3 separate regions of the Mus musculus genome follow, and all the other regions are linked to region 3. A link is a contact called in public Hi-C and promoter capture Hi-C data. All regions are on one chromosome and are shown on one strand. The core of a region is the stretch at or near the end of the contact, and the rest is flanking DNA. Distances in the headings are between cores, read along the strand shown. Region 1 overlaps Khdrbs3 (KH domain containing, RNA binding, signal transduction associated 3). Region 2 overlaps Khdrbs3 (KH domain containing, RNA binding, signal transduction associated 3). Region 3 holds the start of Khdrbs3 (KH domain containing, RNA binding, signal transduction associated 3).

Region 1 (3,889 bases), core at 812-3,311, 65 kb after region 3:
GAGATACACTGCAGGTGAATGGCCCATCACAGTTTCCGTGAAAAAGGTCAGGAAAGGACCAAGTGAGCTGTGACTTAAGAGAGCTCAGCTTTTACGCTTCGAGCCAATGTGTAAAACTTCTGTGTGGCCAGAATTTATTTATAAAAAATTGTTCTAACTTAAAACCGTTTTCCAAAACTTAAATTTTATACTTTAATTAATAACAATAGTTGTATAATTAAAAAATAAAATCAAAAGCTACTCACTGCCCCTCCGCGCCAGCAAGTTACTTTGGCTACCATTTTCTTATTTACTGTAGGGAGATCATGTGTGCATGACCACAGTGAGTGTAAAACATAAATAATAAGATAGTTGAGTTTAGAGGTTGTCTGTTATAGTTGCAACACACACACTCACACACACACACACACACACTCATCGTATTTTACAGGAGCCCTTGAAAACATCAGACGACTCACAATCACCCAGTATACATATAATAAAATCTGTAGATGTTGGCCTGCAGAGATGAGATCGTTCAGTAAAGTGATTGCCTTGAAAATGTGAGGGCCAGAGTTCAGATCTCCAGATACGTGTGTAAATGCTAGGTAGGTGTAGGAGCCCATGTTAGTTCCAGCCACAGCGGCAGAGATGGGATCCCAGAGCAGCCTGGGTAAACAAGACTAGCAATATCAGTGAGTTCTGGGTTTGATTGAAACACCTTGCTTCAACAAATAAGTCAGGGAGGGCAAGAGACTATTAATGATGATTTCCTGTACGAACTTACCTTAAACACATGAGTGAGTATGTATGCCTGCCCACACCTGTAATCATACTCACGCAGAAGCATACATGCATGCATGCATACATGCATACTACTTACAAACATTTGAAGGAAACAGGGGGAAATCTAATCGTTTTAAAGGAAATTTTAGTTTACCTCATTTGTTAACTTCTGTGTCAAAGATTACTTCTAAAATAGTAATATTCAGTGAAGCAGCTGACTTGTGACTTATTGCTGTTTTATTTCTTTTAATGTTTTCTTTGAGATCTTTAATCAGACATACTATTATGATCATACCTTCCTCTAGTTTCCCCAGGTTCTCAACATGTCCCTCCCAACTCTATGACCTTTCTTTCTCTTTAAATTAATTCATGAAGTCAAATTAATGTTGCCCATAAGTGCATGGGTATGGGACATCCCCTGGAGTGCTCAGCCTACCAGAGGCCACAACCCCAGGAATGAGGCTCCCTTCCCCAGCTTCTATAAACTGCTGCTGGCTTCTCCATTAGGAAGGAGGCCATGTGAGCTCCTCCCTCGTTCATCTTGAACTCTGGCTTCCTTTGTATAGTAACTGCAGCTGCTGCCAGCTCATGAGTGCAGTAGCCGTGTCATGTCCAGGGGACTGTATTTCACAGCACCTTCTCCTGGGCCAGCTTCTTCATTTCATAGTACCTTCTCCTGAGCCAGCTTCTCCCAGGCTTTCTGCCTCCTCTTCCCAGAGTCATGGAGACTTGGGGGTGGTGTTTCATAAACAAGGCCTATTTTTGGGCTGAATACTCAGTCTCCTATGTCAATACTGTGCTGCCCAATTCAAAAAGAAGGCTTTCTGATTGAGGCTGAGAGCTGCCTGGGCCTATTTAGAGGGAAGTCTGAAGCATGGCCATTTAGAAAAATCACAGCAGGTTCTACCCTAAGATGTGTGATGGTCCTCTCACGAATCCTCCCTTTAGACAAGGATCATGATGCCCTACCTGGCATAAAGACAAGGATTATGATGCCCTACCTGGCATAAAGTTTCCCCCTGTTCACAGAAGAAGCCAGAGAGCAGATGACTATTCTGTGACAGTCACACCCCTTCTGCACAAGTGACATATCTTCCTGGCCTGTTGGTACTGCATCCTGCAAGGTTCATTGCTGGGTAAGACCACTGATGTCTTTTATCTCCCAGCAGCCTAATGAGAGCTAGCCAGTAGGGAGGAAGTGTCTTCATAGGGTTTCAATTGATTTCTTTATGTCCTTTGACCAACATGGGTGGTGTCTTCAGCAGCTGGGTTTTATACTTTGTGGTTACAGTGGGTGCAAAGAGCAATAGTGCAGCCTGTGTTGTTTTGGATAGCTCTGGGGAGATGTCCTATGTCTGGCACTGCAGTTTTTGTTTAATTATGTTTTCTGGATTGAATTACTACTTAAAAAGCAAGCAAGCAAGCAAGCAAGCAAGCAAGCAAGCAAGCATATTTTGAAAATGTCCTACCTTCTAGTAGATTTCCATAAAGCTTTTTCATACACCCTTAGTCTCGGTTAACCCATCTTCTCTTCACCCCACCTCTTTTATACTACACCATTGATCCCCACTATGTCACCCTCCTCAGTCACAGGTTACCTGTTCTATTCGTTCCTCCAATTACATTTTAATTGGGTTGTACAATAGGTTTCCATATACCCTTCCTCTGGGTCACCCAAGGGCTCAGTGATTTTTATTGAAGAGTCAAAATAATTAATTTATCACACTTTCATTATGCCATTGATCCTGAAATTTTCCAACTTTGGATTTAATTGTGGAAAATGCCTGAATGAGTCTTCCCTTTCTCTCTTTTCCTCCCCCACCAGTCTAGTTTCTGTTGAAGTATTTCTTGACACTATCAGACCTCCACTGTCAGCCAGGTGCCTAGTGATCTGTCGAGATGGAGTTAAAGCAAGACCTGCACACCCATGTACTGCACTTGCCTCTCGCACATGCTCGCACATTAAACAAGAGCGGTGATGTATGCAGGTCCCCATCTGATGTGACCGACAGTTCTTGTCTCTGGACCTTGTGCCTTGTACTTGCTGGGGAGAAAGTCCATAGTGTCTGCTTGTGAACGCACCTGACTGTGCCTCTAGTACACTACCAAGTACTGTTGACAGTACAAAAACTGAGTAAAACTGCATTCGATGTCCAGGTTCTGAAACTTGCAGGTGGCAGGCAGTAGATGTTCATGGAAGTAGGCTTTACAGTAGAGAAACTGGGGCTCTGGTGAGAGATGCTACCTCTGTTTTTTTTCTACTTACAGTAATAGAGTTGTCTTTTTACGTGCTCTGTGAGGGCCAAGCCAGGAGGGATTAATTTTCTTGTTCCTGCTACGTCCCCAAGGAAGGAGAATCAGCGAGTTTCAGATGGATGAACCTTGAAAATAAAATGAGATCATTCTGGCATCTCGGAAAAGTGGGGTGCGTTGCCATAGACAGTGTGTTAGCTTTCACTGGACGGTGCTATGTGAGGAGGTGGACTGCTGACAGCAGGTCATCTATGTTTGTCAAGTCAACTTAGAGACAATTGTTAAAATTACAAAAATTAAAATAAAATATAATTACATTATTTCCCCTTCCCTTTCCTCCTCTAACCTCTCTCCTGTCCCCCTGCTCTTCAGCTGCTGTGTCTTGGAGCCAGTTCTCGATAGTACCAGCTGTAGATCGCCAGGCAAGGGCAGTACTTAGGTAGCATTCTGGTGCTGTGTAACACTGTACGAGAACAGGGCAGGGGAGGTGATGATGAGGATGGTGATGATGAAGATGATGAGGATGAGGATGACGAGGATTTGTGGTTGTCCATTTTACCTTCATTAGCTGAGGGCTGCCTTGAAAGCCATACTTTGTGCATTTTTCATTTATGAAGATTTCCTTGGTAAAATAGATCTGTCATTACTTGAAAAAAAAAAAACCACCATGCTAATTTAACAGTCTTCATTCGAGTTCCTCCCACAGCAGAGCTAGCCTGGCTCCACACCTGCAGTTCTGAGTCACATGCTTCATGGATGATATCTTCTTGTCTCCACAGAAATAGAAAAGTTTCAAAAGGGAGAAGGCAAGGAGGAAGAGAAGTACATTGACGTGGTGATAAACAAGAACATGAAGCTGGGACAGAAGGTG
Region 2 (3,571 bases), core at 484-2,983, 110 kb after region 3:
AAGGTCCAACAGACCTGGGTGCAGCAGCTGGTAAATCCTTTGGGTTTTGAATTAGAGTCCAGAATGTAGTTCCCCCACAGGAACTAAGAGAGTTGCCTTCTTTGATGCAAGAATCTCAGGTGTGCGATGACAGGGGGTTTTTTGTTGGATTCTGTTTGGCAAGTTTTCCAGCAGTGCTGGACATATCAGTCACATTCAGGATCAGTAGAGAAACTTTTACACATACGTGCAACAGCGCTGAAGAGGCTGAGGCAGAGGAGCACAAGCCTGAGGCCAGCCTGAGCTAAGTAGTGAGATCCTCTTTCATGCACACTCTGAGAAGCTCCCCCATCTTTCCTGCCATCGTGGCATTTCTAGTTTAACAGTTAATTGTTTCCCCAGTTACAGTTATGCCTGCCCTTTGCTTGTAAGATTTCTAATTTAACTGTGTCACTGTTTATTGATTTTTATGTTGTGAGTACCTAGAAAATCCAACCAGTGTCCTTCTATTTTCGTTAGGCGCAAAGTCAGAAGAAGACATTCTGTAGTGGCTGGCAGGCATATCTCTAAAGACCATATCAGAATCTGTGCACACATTCAGTTCTTAATTCACACCGTGGAAATGCAGACAGGCAAGGCTTTAAGACTTTCACAGAAGTCGTGCTTGGATAGCTTTGATCTTTTTTCTGACTCAGTGGTTGTAGAGTTGAAAGGGTTAAGTCTTTAAATGAAGCAGTCATCTTTATTAGGAAAGTACTGGCCAAACACATTCACCTGCTTTTTTTTTTTTTTTTTTTTTTTTTTTTTTTTTTTTTTTGATTAATCTTACACAACCATTGGAAGTAGTAACCACTGCGTTTTGATTCCCACTTTGCAATTTGCCAAGTTGAGGTTCTGAGGGGTTAGTGACATCTCCACAGCTATGCAACCCACCCAGTGCCGCAAGTGGATTCAGAATGTGGCTGTCACATCCGCAGAGCCTGATGGGAGCAGCCTTGAATCCCCGCTTATTAGTGCAAGGTCAACAGGTGCCCATGACATCCCAGAGCTAAAACGTCAGGTTTGATGCAGATGATGTGGGAGGAAGGCCAAACCACTTTGCTCCTCTGTTCACTATCACTAAAGATACTTTTGAAGCCACATTGCCCAGGATATTATTTCCCAGGTTCCGGCTACAATTAAATTGTGAAGTCTTTATTATTTGCTTTATAAACTCAACATAATCATTGTAAACCTTAAATTTGCTGAAGCTTTTCGCACTGCATCTGTGTGGAAACTTCTCACCTTTTGAAATGGCCAGTTGTCACCCTAGTCGAAGTGAAAGTATCCATAATATAATTATCTCCCTTTAAAAGGATGCCACACCAAAGCAATATTTTTAATCACACTTATAAATTTTCTCAATTTAAAATGCTTGTCCCAGGTTTAAAGACTATGCTTGATTTTACTTGTGACAAAAATAAAACTGGGTAGGCCATGCTGTTTCTTGTGTCCTGGAAGATGGCTTCAGAGCAAGTATTCTTGTTACTTGGACCTGTGCCAGGTTGGGTGTGGTCCAGGGAGGTTTTCCACGTGTGTCAGAACACACGCTCATTCTGTAGCCTGTTGTCCACTCGGGTCCATTGTCCCGGTGCTGTTTCTAAGCAGAAAATCTTAGATGTGCGCTTGATGAAGAAGAAGCAAGCTTTGTAGTGAGTGTGCACGGACAGCTCCCTGTATGCCTTTAAACAGGTTTTGATGACGTCATTCTGGCATTCGGAAATAGAATCGAGTTCTAAAGGTCATCATCCGCAGAGCACAGAAGTCTGATACTGAGCATTCACCAAAAACGGTGTCAATGCAGTCTGAGTATCAGGGTTTTCAGCATTGTAATCTGCACCGTGCCTGCTTTCTTCTGTAGTGCTGCCTGCCTGGGTTCGCGTTCACCACAAGGAAGTATTTATTGTCTTTTCTGCTACTTGGTCATCAATAGCAGTGGCTCAGCAGGTGTTGTCATGTTGCCATGTTGCCTGCATGTGCTCCCCGCCCCCACTCGCTTTGCATGCACTCAGTTATCACCTCTGTCTCACAGAAGAGGCTCTCTCTCATGATCTCTCTTTTAGTCCAGTGCTCGGCATACACACATTATAAAGACACTTATATACACAGACGTGCATAATTTTAAACCTGTAAGAGAAAACAAACAGTATTTATCTTCCTGAATCTGGTTGATTAGCCTAGCATAATGACTAACTGGGAGAAGAAAGAAAACCCACTGGGTGATGTAAGGGAGGGCAGTGGGATACCAATAAGAACAAAGTATAATGATATGTGCACATGAGGTGGGTTGGGGGATGGGAGGGAAGGGGAGGACCAGAGAGGAGAGGGGAGGGGAGGGGCTGATCCTAACTCACAGGAACTTTGTAGACTAGAGGCAAGAAAGGAGTCAGAAAAATAATTACAGTTGCCAAATATATGTGAGTTATCACATATGATATCAAATATGATAACAAATATGATAGTCCAAAATGATAATTCAGTTTTCAAGCTAGCATCTGTCATCCAAGTAGGCAGCAGAGGAAAGAACATGTAGACAGACTAGCGATGAGAAGCAGACTCCTTCCTGGGCCCACTCAGGTGCCGATTTGATTTGTGTCTTTAGGAGCCAGGAACCACAGTGCAAGTTAGGAAACAGAAAGTCTAGATTTGCATTTTAGCTAGGTATGTATGGAACAGTGTTTAGATGAAGACACTAAAGAGCTAAATGCAAAGTCCATGCTTTGTCCCTTTGAAAGATTCTAAATGATACGAGAGAGACTAAAGGTTCTAATGAACTGTGTAGGGTAGACCTCAGGTTTCATATTGCAGTGCCGAGGAGTGGGGTGTGTAAGATAGGTTAAGGATATAAGAACATTTACTGGATGGTTGGAAAACCAGCAAGACAGCAAGGCCGGGGCACTTAACATGGATGTGCCAGGTAGTTGAGGGCATGCCTTTGTATGCCTCCAGATAACATGCAGGGGCTCCTTAGATACTTCAAGAGCAATTCAGTAATTGACTTGGCATGTGTTTCTGCCATACAGTTAAGTCATTTCTGGTCATCTGAGGAATGGCTAGAACTGGGAAGAAGCTGAAAATAATCACGGCACTAGGTGAGAGGAATCAAGGTGGTTTGTCCTGCTTTTACCCAGTGTTCTGCTCAGGAGAACAGTGAGCATTACTGCGTCCTCATTGTGTGTGTCTGTGCCTGATCTGAAGGGATCTTTTAAGACATTGTGAGTTCATAATGTAAGTGAAACACAAGGTGAGCCATCCACCAGGAGTAGTTACAGAAATGTGCTCATTAGGTCAAATGCTGCCATTGTACGGGCACAATGGACTGTTTCATGTGGTTGAAATGTTGTAACAGAATTGAAGCCACCCACTTGAACTTCAGCCTAGAAAGCTGACTAGGCCAAGAGGCAGCAAGGGCAGAGAGATGGTACAGGCACCTGGTGAACTGGCTAGGTTTCTACACTGGAGGCACGGAAGTGAGGCAGAGAAGTAGATGCCTACCTAGCATGTCATAAAAGAGAATCGTCTCTAAGAGGAAATGCAGAAGTGTGAGAAATAA
Region 3 (3,449 bases), core at 301-2,800:
AGGGACTGCTGACATAACATAGTTCTTGGGGGGCCAGATGTGAGGCTCAGACTTGGGCCACACTGCATGGCCAGACCGGCATGGGGCTCAGGGTCAGAAGCAGGATCTACCCTTATGAGCTTGCTCTGCTGGGGTTGTGCTCTGTCTTCAGCATCAAGGAGCACACAGATGGTGTTGCCTGCTGCCTTTCGAAGCTTCTGCCTCAGAAAGCAGCCATGCGAGGGAGACTGCCACAGAACAGTCTGGCTTTCATTTTGTGCCTGGTGATTGTGAAATAGTACATCCTTATGAGGTTCCTAAGAAATAATCTTTTCTCATCTCCATAGGATAGATGAAGAGACTGAGGCACAAATGACCTAAGTTTGCTAAAAGGTCAGAACTAGTTAACCACTGTATTTTACTGCCACTTGCCAGTTCTGACTAAAGAGAGACAAGGGGGAGGTTGTTGTCGGGGACGCTACAGTAGTACCTAACCTGCAACCAAGTCCACACAAGGCTGGAAAAGGGATCAGGTGCTTGGGGGATTCCTTCAGCACACTGTTCTGGCGCTCTCTCCACATCCGTCCCTGACAACAGGTGTTAGAGACCTCTCCCTCAGACAAAATTTGCTGTTCCCCAAGATAGCCCTAGGCTAGTGAAAGCGGAGTTGTAGTTCTGTGAAGGGCTTTAGAGTACAGGGAGAGGAAAAAAACGAAGCAATTAAGGTTTTTCTAGGGAAGTCTTGAGCACTGTCAAGGGACTCTGGTTATCGAGGTTGGGGTTATGATATCCTCTGAACAGGGACTCAGGAGTCCTTGGTCTAGTGTGAGACATTTATTCCACACACCTCAGAGGATCTAAAAGGAGCCTAGGAGAGCATTTGCTGGGGTCTGGTTGCCTGTCGGAGGGCGACAGAAGACATCACCACCATGCGTGGTGTGGTAGGTTCCCTACTGGAGACAGTTTAGAGAGACTCATTCATCCACGTCCAGACACCACCATATAAGGAGAAGGGCAACACGGAGCAAGTCTCGGAAGACAAAGACAGTCTGAAGGGCAGGCGCTTTTATGTAACCGACTTCTGCGCCAAGGGTCTCAGGAGGCTGGCGTTTTAAGTCCTGCCCGGCGGTATTTTCGTACAAATAGCAGCGGACAGCAAAGCGACCTAAGTTGGGCAAGTTCGTGGTGCTTTGGCAAACCAGGAGTCTGGTCGCACTGCCTGTTCCCAGAGCCTGGCAGTATGAACCTGGGCTCCAAAGGCTCTGCCCTTGTCCCTTCTGGCTAGGACGGGTGACCTTGGACGCGCCACTTGACCCATGAGCCTCAGTTTCCCAGACTGCACATACAAGGCAATGCTGGACAGCTTACAGACGCTCATCGGGGAGCCCTGGATGGAGACCCCTGATCTAGGGACCGGAAGCGCCCCTACAATGTCCCCGCTGCGGGCCCGCGCAGTCCCAGTGCCCCCACGAGGCGGCGCGCGCCGGGCGGTCAGCATAGCGCGCAGGCGCGGCGGGCGGGGCGGGGAGGGCGCGGGGCACTGCGCGGCGGCTCAGAGCGCGCGGGGTGGCGCGCGGGGCGGGTCGTGGCAGAGCAAGGCATCGTCGCAGCCGGCGAGCAAGACTGGCCAGCGCTCCTCGGCTTTCCAGCCCGCTCTCTTCGCTCATCCCGCCGCCTTGCAGCCCGCGGCCCGCAGCGCGGTGATCTGGGGCTCCACGGGGCCGGGCTGAGCGGCCGCCGCCCGCCCCGAGCCGCCGCCGCCGCCCGGCCGCCCGCCCGGCTTAGCCGCCGAGGCGCCTGGCGGGGTCCGCGCCGCCGGGGGCGGGCGGCTCGGGCTGCGGGGCGGCTGGCGCGCGCGCGCCGCGGGGCGGAGAAGCGGGCCCGGCGGCCGGCGAGCATGGAGGAGAAGTACCTGCCGGAGCTGATGGCGGAGAAGGACTCTCTGGACCCCTCCTTCACGCACGCCCTGCGCTTGGTGAACCGAGGTGAGCTCGGCGGCCGTTAACGGCACCCGCGTAGCCGGCTCCGGAGAGGAGGGAGGAGGCCCGACATCAGCAAGGGACTGGAGTCTCTTCCTTGGGGACCCTGGTGGACCCAGGGGAAACTTCTGGGAGGAGGACAGAGAGCGTGTAGGAGCCTGTGTCTGGACTGGTCCTGGATGAGTCCACCAGAGAGAAAGAGAGTGGGACGCCCTGGGACCTGGGGTGTTTGGGGTATCTAAGGAGCTGCAAGAAAGCGCATCAGGGATAAGGATGGGCTTGGGCGAATCTGCTGCGCAGGAGGTGAAGGGAACAGGTGCTTGGTTTGTTAGTGAAGTTTGGGGACCTTGGAAGAGGTTTAGGGTCAGATCCTCCAAGCACGATAGAGGGGAGGACTCCAGCGGCCCCGAGGGAGGAGCCCAGCTTCTCTCCCACGGTTTTTCTGTGTGTGCCTAGGCGGCCGCCGGCTGGGCAGTTTGCTGTTCCTGGGGGCGGGCACTCATGCCAGCCTGGCAGGCAGGCGGCCCTTGAAGGTCTCAGTTTGGTAGAGGAGGCCCGCCAGAGAGCCAGTTCTTGCTCGCTCTTTTCTCTTCTTGAGACAAGCTGGTCGGGTGACCCTCATTGGTGTCAGGCTTAGGGTTGAACACATTGCCAAACGATCCACCCGCCTGTGCCATTTTTCACACTCCTCCAACCAGCGCGGGTGGTAAAAGGAACCGGGAAGTGCCAAGGACAGGGACACTGGGGTTTATGGAGGCACGCCTACCCAGGACAGTATTCTTCAGGTTTACTTCTCCTCTGGCTTCCTGAATCATCTGTTGGGATGGAAGGTAAATGAAGCCTGCCTTTACCGGATCTATCTGCGACACCCGGGTCCAGCATGGTTCATGTTTCAGAGGAAGATGGTCTGGGAACCTCTGGTTCTTTTTTTTTTTTTTTTTCACCCCTCTCCTTTTCCATACTTCTTTTTAAGGGATATGACAGAAACATTATCTGGTCAGATCTGTAACCATTTTTATGAATCACTTTGTCTAGTGGATCCTATTGGGGGTATGCTGTTCACAGCGCTGGTCCTGACTCTTATTGTTGGGAGAGAAAGATGAGGCAGACATATTCTATTTGTGTGTAGACACCTATGTTTTAGAACCACGACCTCTGTTACTTGCCTATTGTAGACAGTTGTCAGGATTAGGCTGTTGTCCTCCTGTGGGGGTGGTGTGGAGAGAATTACTTTCTCCAAGAAGTGAAGCTTCTTTGAACAGAAATATGCTTGCCAGCCTCTCCCGTTAATGGTTAGTGGCATGCTTATTTTGATTTCTTTAATATACCGGAGCTTGTGAAAAAAGTCATGGGCGTTGTTCAGTCTTAAATTAGTGGAAAGGAATTTTAAGTTTTGCTGCCCGGTCCTTCTGAGCAGTCTTGTAGTTAGGTCCCTGCAGTTAGGTTTGTACTACCCACTCCCGATCTTTATGTCTAGCTTTGGCTTCTTGC

Evidence for each region. Promoter capture Hi-C pulls out the DNA fragments that hold promoters and counts their contacts. Hi-C and Micro-C count contacts between places; a contact is called where the count stands out from the background.
Region 1: a Hi-C map of liver shows a contact between it and region 3, with 2.1 times the contacts expected there. The contact joins the enhancer-like site here to the promoter of Khdrbs3 in region 3. A contact is called at or near these places in 6 of 484 Hi-C or Micro-C datasets (cortical neurons, liver, rod photoreceptor and 1 more), 3 of 115 datasets of contacts at active chromatin or transcription factors (PVALB interneurons, cardiomyocytes and double positive thymocytes) and 1 of 9 other capture datasets (adipose tissue).
Region 2: a contact with region 3 is called in a promoter capture Hi-C map of liver, with 4 times the contacts expected there. The contact joins the enhancer-like site here to the promoter of Khdrbs3 in region 3. A contact is called at or near these places in 3 of 39 promoter capture datasets (liver and stem cell-derived epiblast-like cells), 8 of 484 Hi-C or Micro-C datasets (the HL-1 cell line, LSK cells, cardiomyocytes and 4 more), 2 of 115 datasets of contacts at active chromatin or transcription factors (both in embryonic stem cells) and 1 of 9 other capture datasets (pancreatic islet).

What each region holds. Positions count from the first base shown.
Region 1 is chr15:68,991,255-68,995,143 of GRCm38.p6, forward strand. It overlaps Khdrbs3 (KH domain containing, RNA binding, signal transduction associated 3), which reads left to right. Exons shown (of 9, transcript NM_010158.2): 2 at 3,798-3,889. Among named protein-coding and RNA genes, the nearest start is that of Gm31550, 24 kb to the right of the region's middle. Within about 2 kb of position 2,062, at least 18 of the 459 cell types and tissues checked have an H3K27ac peak or open chromatin away from gene starts, as enhancers often do. A contact at or near this core is called in PVALB interneurons, cortical neurons, liver and 1 more, where this site is marked.
Region 2 is chr15:69,040,213-69,043,783 of GRCm38.p6, forward strand. The region is part of intron 6 of Khdrbs3 (KH domain containing, RNA binding, signal transduction associated 3); the gene reads left to right. Among named protein-coding and RNA genes, the nearest start is that of Gm31550, 25 kb to the left of the region's middle. Within about 2 kb of position 1,734, at least 14 of the 459 cell types and tissues checked have an H3K27ac peak or open chromatin away from gene starts, as enhancers often do. A contact at or near this core is called in liver and olfactory sensory neurons, where this site is marked.
Region 3 is chr15:68,926,870-68,930,318 of GRCm38.p6, forward strand. Khdrbs3 (KH domain containing, RNA binding, signal transduction associated 3) reads left to right here and starts at 1,551. Exons shown (of 9, transcript NM_010158.2): 1 at 1,551-1,964. The coding sequence starts at 1,877.